Linked DNA regions of Anas platyrhynchos: region 2 is linked to region 1. Evidence: chromatin contacts called from public Hi-C data. All regions are on one chromosome and are shown on one strand. The core of a region is the stretch at or near the end of the contact, and the rest is flanking DNA. Distances in the headings are between cores, read along the strand shown. Region 1 has its middle 54 kb from the start of SP8. Region 2 holds the start of ITGB8 (integrin subunit beta 8).

What was found. A called contact is a pair of places that touch in the nucleus more often than the background predicts.
Region 2: a Hi-C map of liver shows a contact between it and region 1, with 2.0 times the contacts expected there. The contact joins the promoter of ITGB8 here to the enhancer-like site in region 1. A contact is called at or near these places in 2 of 8 Hi-C or Micro-C datasets (liver and subcutaneous adipose tissue).

What each region holds. Positions count from the first base shown.
Region 1 is chr2:127,059,697-127,064,944 of IASCAAS_PekinDuck_T2T, reverse strand. No RefSeq gene overlaps it. Among named protein-coding and RNA genes, the nearest start is that of SP8, 54 kb to the right of the region's middle. Within about 2 kb of position 2,219, at least 1 of the 8 cell types and tissues checked has an H3K27ac peak or open chromatin away from gene starts, as enhancers often do.
Region 2 is chr2:127,198,700-127,203,947 of IASCAAS_PekinDuck_T2T, reverse strand. It overlaps ITGB8 (integrin subunit beta 8), which reads left to right and starts at 2,869. Exons shown (of 15, transcript XM_027450911.3): 1 at 2,869-3,617. The coding sequence starts at 2,888.

The sequences.
Region 1 (5,248 bases), core at 970-3,469:
ATTTAGGAAGATCAGCTTTTCTATGCAGGCCACAGGCATCAAGCTTGTATATTTTTTTTTGTTTAGTTTTGTGGTTTTTGTTTGTTTGTTTTGTTTTGTTTTTTTGGTTGTTGTTGTTGCATGTTTTGTTTTTACTGATTAGCAAGCTAATGCATAATATCACATGGATGTCCCATGTATGAAAATCCTGTCTTCAGGTCTCCTTCCAAAATAGATTTTTCAGTAGTCAAAGGAGTGACACTTCCTTTCCCAACCTTTTGTTGGCATAAAATAAAAGGAAAACAAACAAAAGTGCCACACGCTCCAGATTCCCTAGCCCATGAGGGTGTTGCAGAGTTACGAGAGTCATAAATTAGGCTGCTTCATGGTGATTTTAGATCACCTCACTTGCCAGACCATCTCTTCAGGTTTAACACAATTTGCACCATAAAAGTAACTTTCCTGAATAAGATAACTTATTCTTATTAAGGCCTGAAATTTATTAATCAGCTCCTCTGCTGCATCCCTTTTTCAAAAATCCTGTGCTTTGAGAGGGTAAGTGAAATACTCTCAAGGAAATAGTTCACACCTGTGCTTTCAGACAGAGCAGAGATCTGCAGGTTGTCCTATAGTGCCCCCAGTGAATCACCCAGTGAGTTGGAGGCACCTTTAGGAAGGGTCTTAGGGACAGTTTCCTGCAAGTAATTAAGATAAATGCAAATTTATTATCTCTTGGATTCTTTCTGGAAGTGCAGCAATGCTGACACACGGCAGGCTGAGCAGATGAGCTGCCACAAGGGCATTTTGCATGTACATGTGCAAACGATGAGTTTGCCAGTGAATGAATTGAGGTTGCTGTGATTGTTCTCCTAGTCAGAGCCCTAGTAAAGCTAGGGCTGAAAGTAAATGCAGACAAATGCTATCTAGCTCCTTCTAATGTGGGCATTAGATACTTTACCCATTTTTCATTGCCTGGATGTGAACAATAAACTGGTGATTTTACTCCCTCTTATTTGCTTTTACATGGCTGTCTCACTTTTTCTGATTTGGGGTGGCAAGTTTTAAGTGTTTTGAGGCTTGCTTCTAACTAGAGCTGCCTGATGGCTGTGTGGCCAAAATAACAATTCTAGCTGAGTATTTGGTTCAATAACTATTACTAACTCCCAGTGATCTTTTCCTGTTTCCATAATTGTATCTGATACTGTGCAGCTCAGTGCAAGAGGATAAACTGGGTCCCTGGAATACAGTGTGCTCGAGCATTTCAGGAGCATTGTAAAGTCAAGTTAAATCTCCAGTTTTATTAGTCTTAGAGGGTTTTTTTAAGCAGTCTTTCAGTTACAGAATCACACAGAATCACAGAATTTCTAGGTTGGAAGAGACCTCAAGATCATCGAGTCCAACCTCTAACCTAACACTAACAGTCCCCACTAAACCATATCCCTAAGCTCTACATCTAAACGTCTTTTGAAGACTTCCAGGGATGGTGACTCCACCACCTCCCTGGGCAGCCCATTCCAATGCCTTACAACCCTTTCAGTAAAGAAGCTCTTCCTAACATCTAACCTAAAACTCCCCTGGCGCAACTTTAGCCCGTTCCCCCTCGTCCTGTCACCAGGCACGTGGGAGAACAGGCCAACCCCCACCTCTCTACAGCCTCCTTTAAGGTATCTGTCGAGAGCGATAAGGTCGCCCCTGAGCCTCCTCTTCTCCAGGCTGAACAAGCCCAGCTCCCTCAGCCGCTCCTCGTAGGACTAAAAATATAAAAATAGTTAAAATATTCCTGATTATTTCAGTTGCAAGCAGTTTACCTAGCACCATGGGGCTCTAAAAAGATGTAGAGAAAAGCTTAAAAGACCAGTTATTTTAACCAGAACATATTGGTTTGCTGCTTTCCTTGTACATCAGAGAAGTCTGATTTAAAAAAAAAAAAAAAAAAAAAAAAAAAAAAAAAAAAAAAAAAAAAAGAAGAAGAGGTCATATAAGCATGATTTAAAATGGATTTTCATTTCCACTATGTTAGCTATTCTTTGTAAAAAGTGGTGTCTAGTCAGGTTTTATTATATTAATGATTTTTAACTCTATAGCATCTAAACCAGCCATGTGAAAATAAACCTAAGCTGAATAAGATCACCCAGTATTATGAAATATTGTGTAACAAAAGCAGAGAAGGAAGAGACTGTGAGGAGACTGGATTTCTGTTGTGGTCACAGTCATTGTTGTTGCCTAGGGAGAAGTGGTAGCTGATGCATTCACTGCTAATGACTAAGAAAATAGAGCTCAAACAGAGACAAATGCTGCCTCTAGAAGAAGAAAGTAGCTTTTCTACATAGCAGTGCAAGAAAATCCCCAGTGAGCAGTCAGGTCTCCTCTAGAGAGATGGTGTTTGATTAAAAACATAAGTAAATCACTCAACCATGATTTGTTTTCACATGCAGGAGACAACTTCAGCCAATTAGTGACTGCTGCTGTGTAAATTGCTTGTCAGTAAACCTGTGGCATCACAGCTATCCTGGGTGAACAGTTTTATGCATGCACTACATGATAATGCTTCCTGGCTTACAGGGTTGTCCAGCAATCATCCTGCTGGGTGTCATTCCCACTGTGTCCCTGGAGCCAGGACTGAAGATAAGGGAAAGCAAATTCACAGATGTTTTCACAAAGCTTCATTCTCTTTTTCCTTTTTTATTTTTAAATTTTAAATTTCCCTTTTATTTGAATGTTTTCTACAGATGATTATATTGGTTGTATTTGTGAATCCAGACATGGAGGTTTAAAAGCTATATTAAAGCTGGAAGGACTCGGTATTGATTATAATCCAAGTCACTGTTTTAAGAGCTAAAAAGATACATAGAGCTTAGATGGTCAACCACCTGAAGCAAAAGAAAGAAGCACAAGTCACATTGCAAATGACCTATACTTTTCTATAAAGTGTCAGTCAAATTGCAATGCTTCATTCATCAGTTCTGCAGGTAATCTTGGCATTTTAAAGTCTCTGCAACTGGTTGGTTGCAGAGACTTTAAATTCATTCTTAGTAGCTTTTCTACTTTTCTCTAAATTCTGGCTGGTGTCTTGTCCTGGAGTATCAAAATCCACTGGAGCTTGGACTTGGGAAGGAGCACTGTCTGTAGTTTTATCCCTAAAATGAAGTCTCCTGATAGCTTGTGATGTCTCCTGACACTTGTGATGAATTTGGAGAGCTAGTATTGATGCCAGTGGCTTGAAGATGAGCAACATTATCACACAGAGGGATAGACATGCACATTTTTTTTTCTCGATTGCTTAACATTTTCCAGTATATTCTGCAAGGAAAATGCTTTCAAAAGACTGAAAGGCAAGGTCCCCCTCTATTAACACTCATCCAAGTGTTTTGCTGAAGTCAAACCAAATTGAAGAGGAAATGTTCTAAATAAAAAGCCTATTCCAAATTGCAGCATGTCTTTCCATTATCCAGCAACTTTCATAATTCTGCAGAGAAATGGCTTGTCATTTAAAAACAAGTTATTTTATTGTTTCAGAAAAGAAACATCTTCCTACTCCAAGCTACATACTGTCTTCAAGCACATTTTTCTCATAATCTAAAAGTTTCTGTTCAAGTATGAGGCTTATTTTTGTGGTCCATAGCTGTAAGTTCTGTATTTACTTTTGGCAGTAGTGTTTATTTCCATCAGAATTTTGTTGTAAATTCACAAAGCCATAGAAATTCTCAGGAAAAAAAAAAAAAAAAAAAAAAAAAAAAAAAAAAAGTGTGAATCCAGAAAAGCCTCTGTGTAAAACTGAGAAGCTATCCCAATGAACTTATGTTTTGGCAAGCTATTGATCGTGTGCTGGGGGCCAAACATCTCACCAACAAACACAAAGCAGATGCTAGTAAGAAAATCCTTTAAACATATCAGTTGGAGAGTTACCAGAATTTTGAAATACCGTATGAGTCAAGAGCATTACTCTTGGGGAAAAGGAAGGTCAGGATGGAATTTGTTTAGAAAAGAAAAACTTGTTTGTTATTATTTTAATGGGAAAATATAAAAAGACATTAATATTCATAAGCTTAAGTATGCCTATAAGCATGCAGTTACTCAACATGGAAAAATTGATCACAACTCTTTTTTTTTAAAAAAAGTTATATTGTAAAAGCAAGGATAATAACACTGCCGGCAGTGTGCCCTGGCAGCCAGGAGGGCCAACCGTGTCCTGGGGTGCATCAAGCACGGCATCGCTAGTAGGTCGAGGGAGGTGATTGTCCCGCTCTACTCTGCGCTGGTGCGGCCTCACCTCGAGTACTGTGTGCAGTTCTGGGCACCACAGTATAAAAAGGACATGAAACTGTTGGAGAGTGTCCAGAGGAGGGCTACGAAGATGGTGAAAGGCCTGGAGGGGAAGACGTACGAGGAACGGCTGAGGGCACTGGGCCTGTTCAGCCTGGAGAAGAGGAGGCTGAGGGGAGACCTCATCGCAGTCTACAACTTCCTCGTAAGGGGGTGTCGAGAGGCAGGAGACCTTTTCTCCATTAACACCAGCGACAGGACCCGCGGGAATGGAGTTAAGCTGAGGCAGGGGAAGTTTAGGCTTGACATCAGGAAGGGGTTCTTCACAGAGAGAGTGGTTGCACACTGGAACAGGCTCCCCAGGGAAGTGGTCACTGCACCGAGCCTGACTGAATTTAAGAAGAGATTGGACTGTGCACTTAGTCACATGGTCTGAACTTGGGTAGACCTGTGCGGTGTCAAGAGTTGGACTTGATGATCCTTAAGGGTCCCTTCCAACTCAGGATATTCTATGATTCTATGATTCTATGATAATGCATGAAGCAAACACCATATACTGGCTCAGATACTCAGATACTCTTTCTGCAGAAAACTATATATACCCAGCAGAATGTAAATATGAATTTTATAATATATGCACAGTGCACAGGTATGTGTCATGTGCAATGATATATTTAATGCATGTGACATTATATGTAATGTGATTATATAGTAAATAAATCTATTATAAATCTATTATAATCACACAGTATTTATTTTATTACATTTGTATTTATTTTATTACAAATGTTTAAAAATAATAAGGTCCATCAATTTATTTTAATCATATAAATAAGTAAATTAAATTTTTTGCTGCACATGACAGACCTTTTTAAGGGAATGTCAGTCCCTATGAAATTGGTGATCAGTTTGGAGTTGAGTTTAGTTAGCATGTTTGGGGGAAAAAAGATTTTTTTTCTCTATTTTCTCATTCCTCATTTATCTTTTTAACCGTCAGCTTCTTCCT
Region 2 (5,248 bases), core at 1,620-4,119, 140 kb before region 1:
GATTCTCCCCCATGAAATGGCACATGAAAGATGGTCGGGATTATTCAACCAAAAAAGGAACATGGTTTTTGTAAGAAATGTTTTGGGTTTTTTGACCAGCTTTACTGAACATTCATTGCAGATTCAACATTTTCAAAACTGTTTCCTGAAAAGAGAGGCTGTGGGCTAATGCTGTAACAGACAATTATATCCTCTTTGCAGGAAAACAAAGGTAAGTACCATAAAGAAAGCACCCTTTTAAAACTTCATTAAATAAGGTATACATGCAATATAATAACAGAGAATTAAACAGCTTTCACCATAGAAATTCAGAGTAACTTAGGCTAGAAAAAGCTCCAAGAGGCCCAACCAGCCCTCTGCTCAACACACGACCAATAAGATCAGGTTGCCCATGAACTTGTTCAGCTGAGTTTCAGTTATCTCCAAGGACGGAGATTCCACAATGACATTTTCTCAAGCATTCATGGTCCTGTGGGTAGAACAACAGACTGATGCTTACATCCAGTTCCAGTCGTCTTAAGTTCCTTGTTCCAAGTCTCCTACGTGACATTACACGATTAGGTTTGTCAATTTGTAAAACTTGAATTGCTATCCAAATCTGCGTAACATCTTCTGAGATGCAGCTTATATTACTGCATTCCAAACACTAACCAGCAGTGTATTTAAAGATGCCATCACTACAGAATATATCTTCTGAAGTCTTTGTCTCCCACTATGTGAGGAATGAAGGTAAAGAAGTAAGGGAAAGACACATTTTACATAAACCAACAGACTACTCTGAACAGTTACAGTGGCCTCAACTATTGGCACCTTCAACTCTTGGCTTCTTTTTTACTGTTGATACCCATGTCTTTCAGTATTCATGGTGAATAGTTCTCAGCCATTATTGATCTGCCCTTTTAGTTATGTTCTCAGTGTTCATTTTAGTTACCTTATTCTCAGACTTTATATGAAAGTTGTCTATTTTTTCCATGTTACACTGTAGATATTGCCTGTCTGCCCAAATGCCAAATCCTTGCACATCATTCTCTCGAGAAGCGGTACATGTAAGGACTCAATTTCCTATTTGTATGATGAAATGACTAGGTTATGACTAGAAATTCACAAGACAACTCATGCTGTTGATGACAGAACCATTTTCTTCATGATGCTTCTATGAGCATTCAAATTCTGATCTGACAACAATGTTCATACAAAATACATCATATGGAGTATTAGGCATATTCTTCCTCCCTTCAACACTATTTAGACTCTGCAGGCAAAAATCCCAGTTTTCTATCTGCAACTTTTGCTTCTGCTTGGATTTTTTTTATTTTTTATTAAGACATTTCCTTGAACTTGTTTGTCTTATTCTGGACCCTTTTCAAGATAAACTTGAATCATCATGAATCTGCAACATCATGAGGTGGGATTTAGACATCATGGTGAACATGAACAGGAGTCAATTGAGTTTAGCTTGCCTGCCACGAATGTGTCATTTCAAAGAACTACACCAATCTGAGTCCTCATGAGACAAGTTGCTCATCATTGTATAGTGTTAAAACTGTGATCTCTGAAACCATAGAGTGATTAGACCAAGAATGCCACCACATCTGAAGTCATGTGGATGCTACCCTTTTATGTGACCATCACTGTATATGGTTTTGTCACACACCATATCCCCATTCGAGCTGTGGCAGCTTTAAGAATGACACTCAAGGTCTGAAAGAGGGGATTTTTCCAAAATGAAGCAGAACAATGATACAGCATTTAAAAATCCCTGGAGTGGGAGTATAGGACTGCTCCTTTGCCATCCCCTCCTCAGTGACTTTGCACAAACCCAGTGCATCTTCAGTTTCTGACCTTTGACATGCAGTCGACAAGCCATCCTGATCTCAGTGCCACAAGGTTTGGCACAGGGTCCGAAAATGCTTTGACAGCCTTTTATTTGTAAGGACTGTAAGAGAGCACAGTGTTAGAATCGTACAATCATTAAGGTTGGAGGAGACCTTCAACCATCACCGTACTGCCAATGTCACCCACTAAACCATGACCCAAAGCACCACGTCCAACCTTTCCTTGAACACCCTCTGGGATAGTGACCCCACCACATCCCTGGGCAACCTGTCCCAATGCCTGACTGCTCTTTCTGAGGAGAAATGTCTCCTCATTTCCAACCTAAACCTCTCTTGGCGTAACTTGAGGCCATTCTCTCTAGTCCTAACACTGTTTATCTGGGAGAAGAGGCTGACCCCCAGCTCCCCACACCTTCCTTTCAGGCAGTTGCAGAGATCAATAAGGTCTCCCCCGAACCTCCTCTTCTCCAGACTGAACAACCCCATTTCCCTCAGCTGCTTCTCACAGTACTTGTGTTCCAGACCCTTCACCAGCTTCACAGTCCGTCTCTCGGCACGCTCCAGGGCCTCGATGTCCTTCTTGTAGTGAGGGGCCCAAAGCTGACCACAGTTCATTTAATGCCATATGCACGGGAATGACTTTTTAATGTTGTGCCCTGCGCTGACAGACTGGCACATCACGTTGAGGCATTATTTGAGGATACGGCTCGCTGTGCCACCTGCTCGGTAATGCTACAAACGAGGCGGTGACACGGTGACGGCCACAGGACCCGGGCCCGTCAGGCCGGCACAGGTGCGTGTCACCTGCCTGGGGGACGCCACGGCAGCTCCGGGAGCGGCGCCCTGGCCGGGGAGGCGGTGACAGGAGGCCGAGAGGCCGCGCACCTAGCCCGGGCCGGGGGTTTCCGTGCCCGCACGGCGAGGTACTTTCCGCGCCGCCCAGGGCACGGCTCTAACCTTTGCGTTATTCCCACTTCGCCCGGAGGGGCGGAAACTCCGGGCACACACAAATCGCGAGGGAAGGGCGGCGGGGTGATTGCGGTCTGTGTACGATGTGGGGGGGGTCCCGAGGCGGTGGCGAGGGGCGCTCCCCACGGTCTCCGCCATCCTCCGCCGAACAAAGCGGCGCGGGCGGGCGCCGTGACTTCACCGCCCGCCGCCGCCCCGCCTCCGCCCGCCCTCGCCCTGCCCCGCCGCAGCCTCCCGGCAAGCGGAGAGGGGGGGACACCCGCGGGCCCGAGGCGCACCGGCGGCGGGGCGGGGGCGGGCGGGGGCAGCGGCGGCGGCGGTCGTTTCGTTGCGGGAGCCGCGGGGCCGGGCCGGGCAGGGCAGGGCAGGGCAGGGCGCTCGGGCTGGAGGCGGATGGAGGCAGCCGTCCTCCGCGCCCGCCCGGGGCCGCCCCGCCGCCGCCGCTGCCGCCGCCGCCGGGGGGGGCAGCCCCTCGCGGGGAGCGGCGGGCGCTGCCCTTGAGGTGCCGCCGCCCCGCGCCCTACCTGTGCCGGGCCCGTCGCCGCCGCCGCCGCCGCCGCTCCTCCCCCGGCCCCGCCGCCGCCGCCGCCGCCCCCGCGGGGGCCGGGACTGAGAGCGCCGCGCCGCCGAGCCGCGGCCCCGAGGAGAGGCAGCGGGACCGGGAGCGGGGCCGAGCGCGCCGCACGATGTGGGTGCCGCTGCTGGCGTGCCTCACCGCGGGGATCGTCTCCGTGCCCAAGTGCCAGCGCGGCCCCGGGGCCCTCCTCGGGGCGGCCCGGCTGCTGGCGGCCGTGCCGGGACTCTGCCAGCGCCGTAAGTCGCCGAGCGGCTCGGCTCACCTAGCGGGGTGCCTCTCGGGGATCGCCGCGTCCCGGGGGGGACAGCGGGCGGCCGGGCGGCGGCGGTGTCGGGGGGGCACTGCTGGGGTTCGCGGTGAAAGGGGTGGAGGTGTGGGGAGGGCGCCTGCCCCTGCCCGGGGTGCTGCTGCGGGCAGAGAGGGCGCTGGCCGAGGCGGGCAGCACCTCGGGCTGTGGCACGGCTTCCCAAAAATAACCCTGGTGCCAGGTTCGTCGCGGGCAGGGCGAGGAGGCAGTGCAAGTGTCCCTCAGGTCATGCAGTTTGTCAGACGGAGCCATCAGGTTAGTCCGGTAGTCCACAAAGGGTCTCCCTCATCCAGCTGGTCGTGATCAGAAACGCAGAGCAAGTTGTCAGTCACCTTCCTTTCCTCCTTTCCTTCTTTCCTCCTTTCTTCTCTCTCTCCTTCTCTCTTTTTTTCTTTTTCCCCTTCTGGAATAAATGCGTATCTCATGCTTAAGCCTGGAGCGAGTTTAGAACTTCTAACCTCTAAAAATAAGATTTGCAATGGGAACAATGTATTAGTTTTAAGTTCCTTGCTGCATATGTGACAAATTCATGCCTAATTCAGTGGGATTTGCCCAGTGCTGTTAAAAACAATGGAATAATTTGTTAACTTTCACAGGATAATTTATTTTGCTCTTTTGGCTTCATATTTTGAGTTCAAAACCAAACTAAATGTCAATAGGAAAAAATAAAATATAATATTATTAAATGGCTTATGAAACATGACAGCTTGCATCCAGCATTCCAGATTCTTTTCTGTGCAGTATAATTGAGTTTAAAGGCTAATTGAAACTTTATGTAGAGGAGAGTGCTGTGCCTTAGTGCAGTGGTGTGCCTGCTTATGAGTGTAGCTCCTGGGTGCAATAGTGCAAAGAATACTTGAGAACAGTGTGACATAGGTGAAGATTGTACTTGGGGCTTTGGCTGCAAAAGGTGCTTACTTTCTTTGTTGTGCTTGGTAGTGAAAGTACACATGGATGGTAAGTCATGGGTTACGTGTTTATTGTGACAACAGCTACCAGATCAGGCAGTCTGTAACTCAGATAGATCTTGTTGTTTTTTTGTTGGTTTTTTTTTTTTTTCTCCTCTTTATTTGAAACCTCTGCTAATTCATGAAAGCTGAAAGTCACACTGAATTCTTTCCTTCATACATAATCACTTTACAGGCGAGAGCCACAGTAGAAGCAAGAAGAGTATTTTGGTTTGTTTTTCTTTGAGCGAGCACATAAATGGTAGGGGTTTGGATGCTGATTAAGGTTGTAATTCTTTACTTCTCATTGCTTTTTAATTTTGGTTGTGTTAGCTCCTTCAGCCAGCACAGCACCACCTGAGTTCCTTGAACTTCTGCAGGCTGCTGCTGGAGAAATGCGGAGCAGCAGCTCCATGTACAGCTACTTGGCAGCGCAGCAGCTTTGTTGAAGCAGCCACTCCTCTTTGCTTCTGCCTTGACAGTGCTGGGCATGGAGAAGAGCATCATGCTGTTCCCGTGCCATCAGCAAGTTTAGTTTATTTATGTGCGGATTTGGCAGAAACCACGTATCTGTTGCATTGAGTCTCCAGTTCTGAAAGAAGCTGGAATGAAT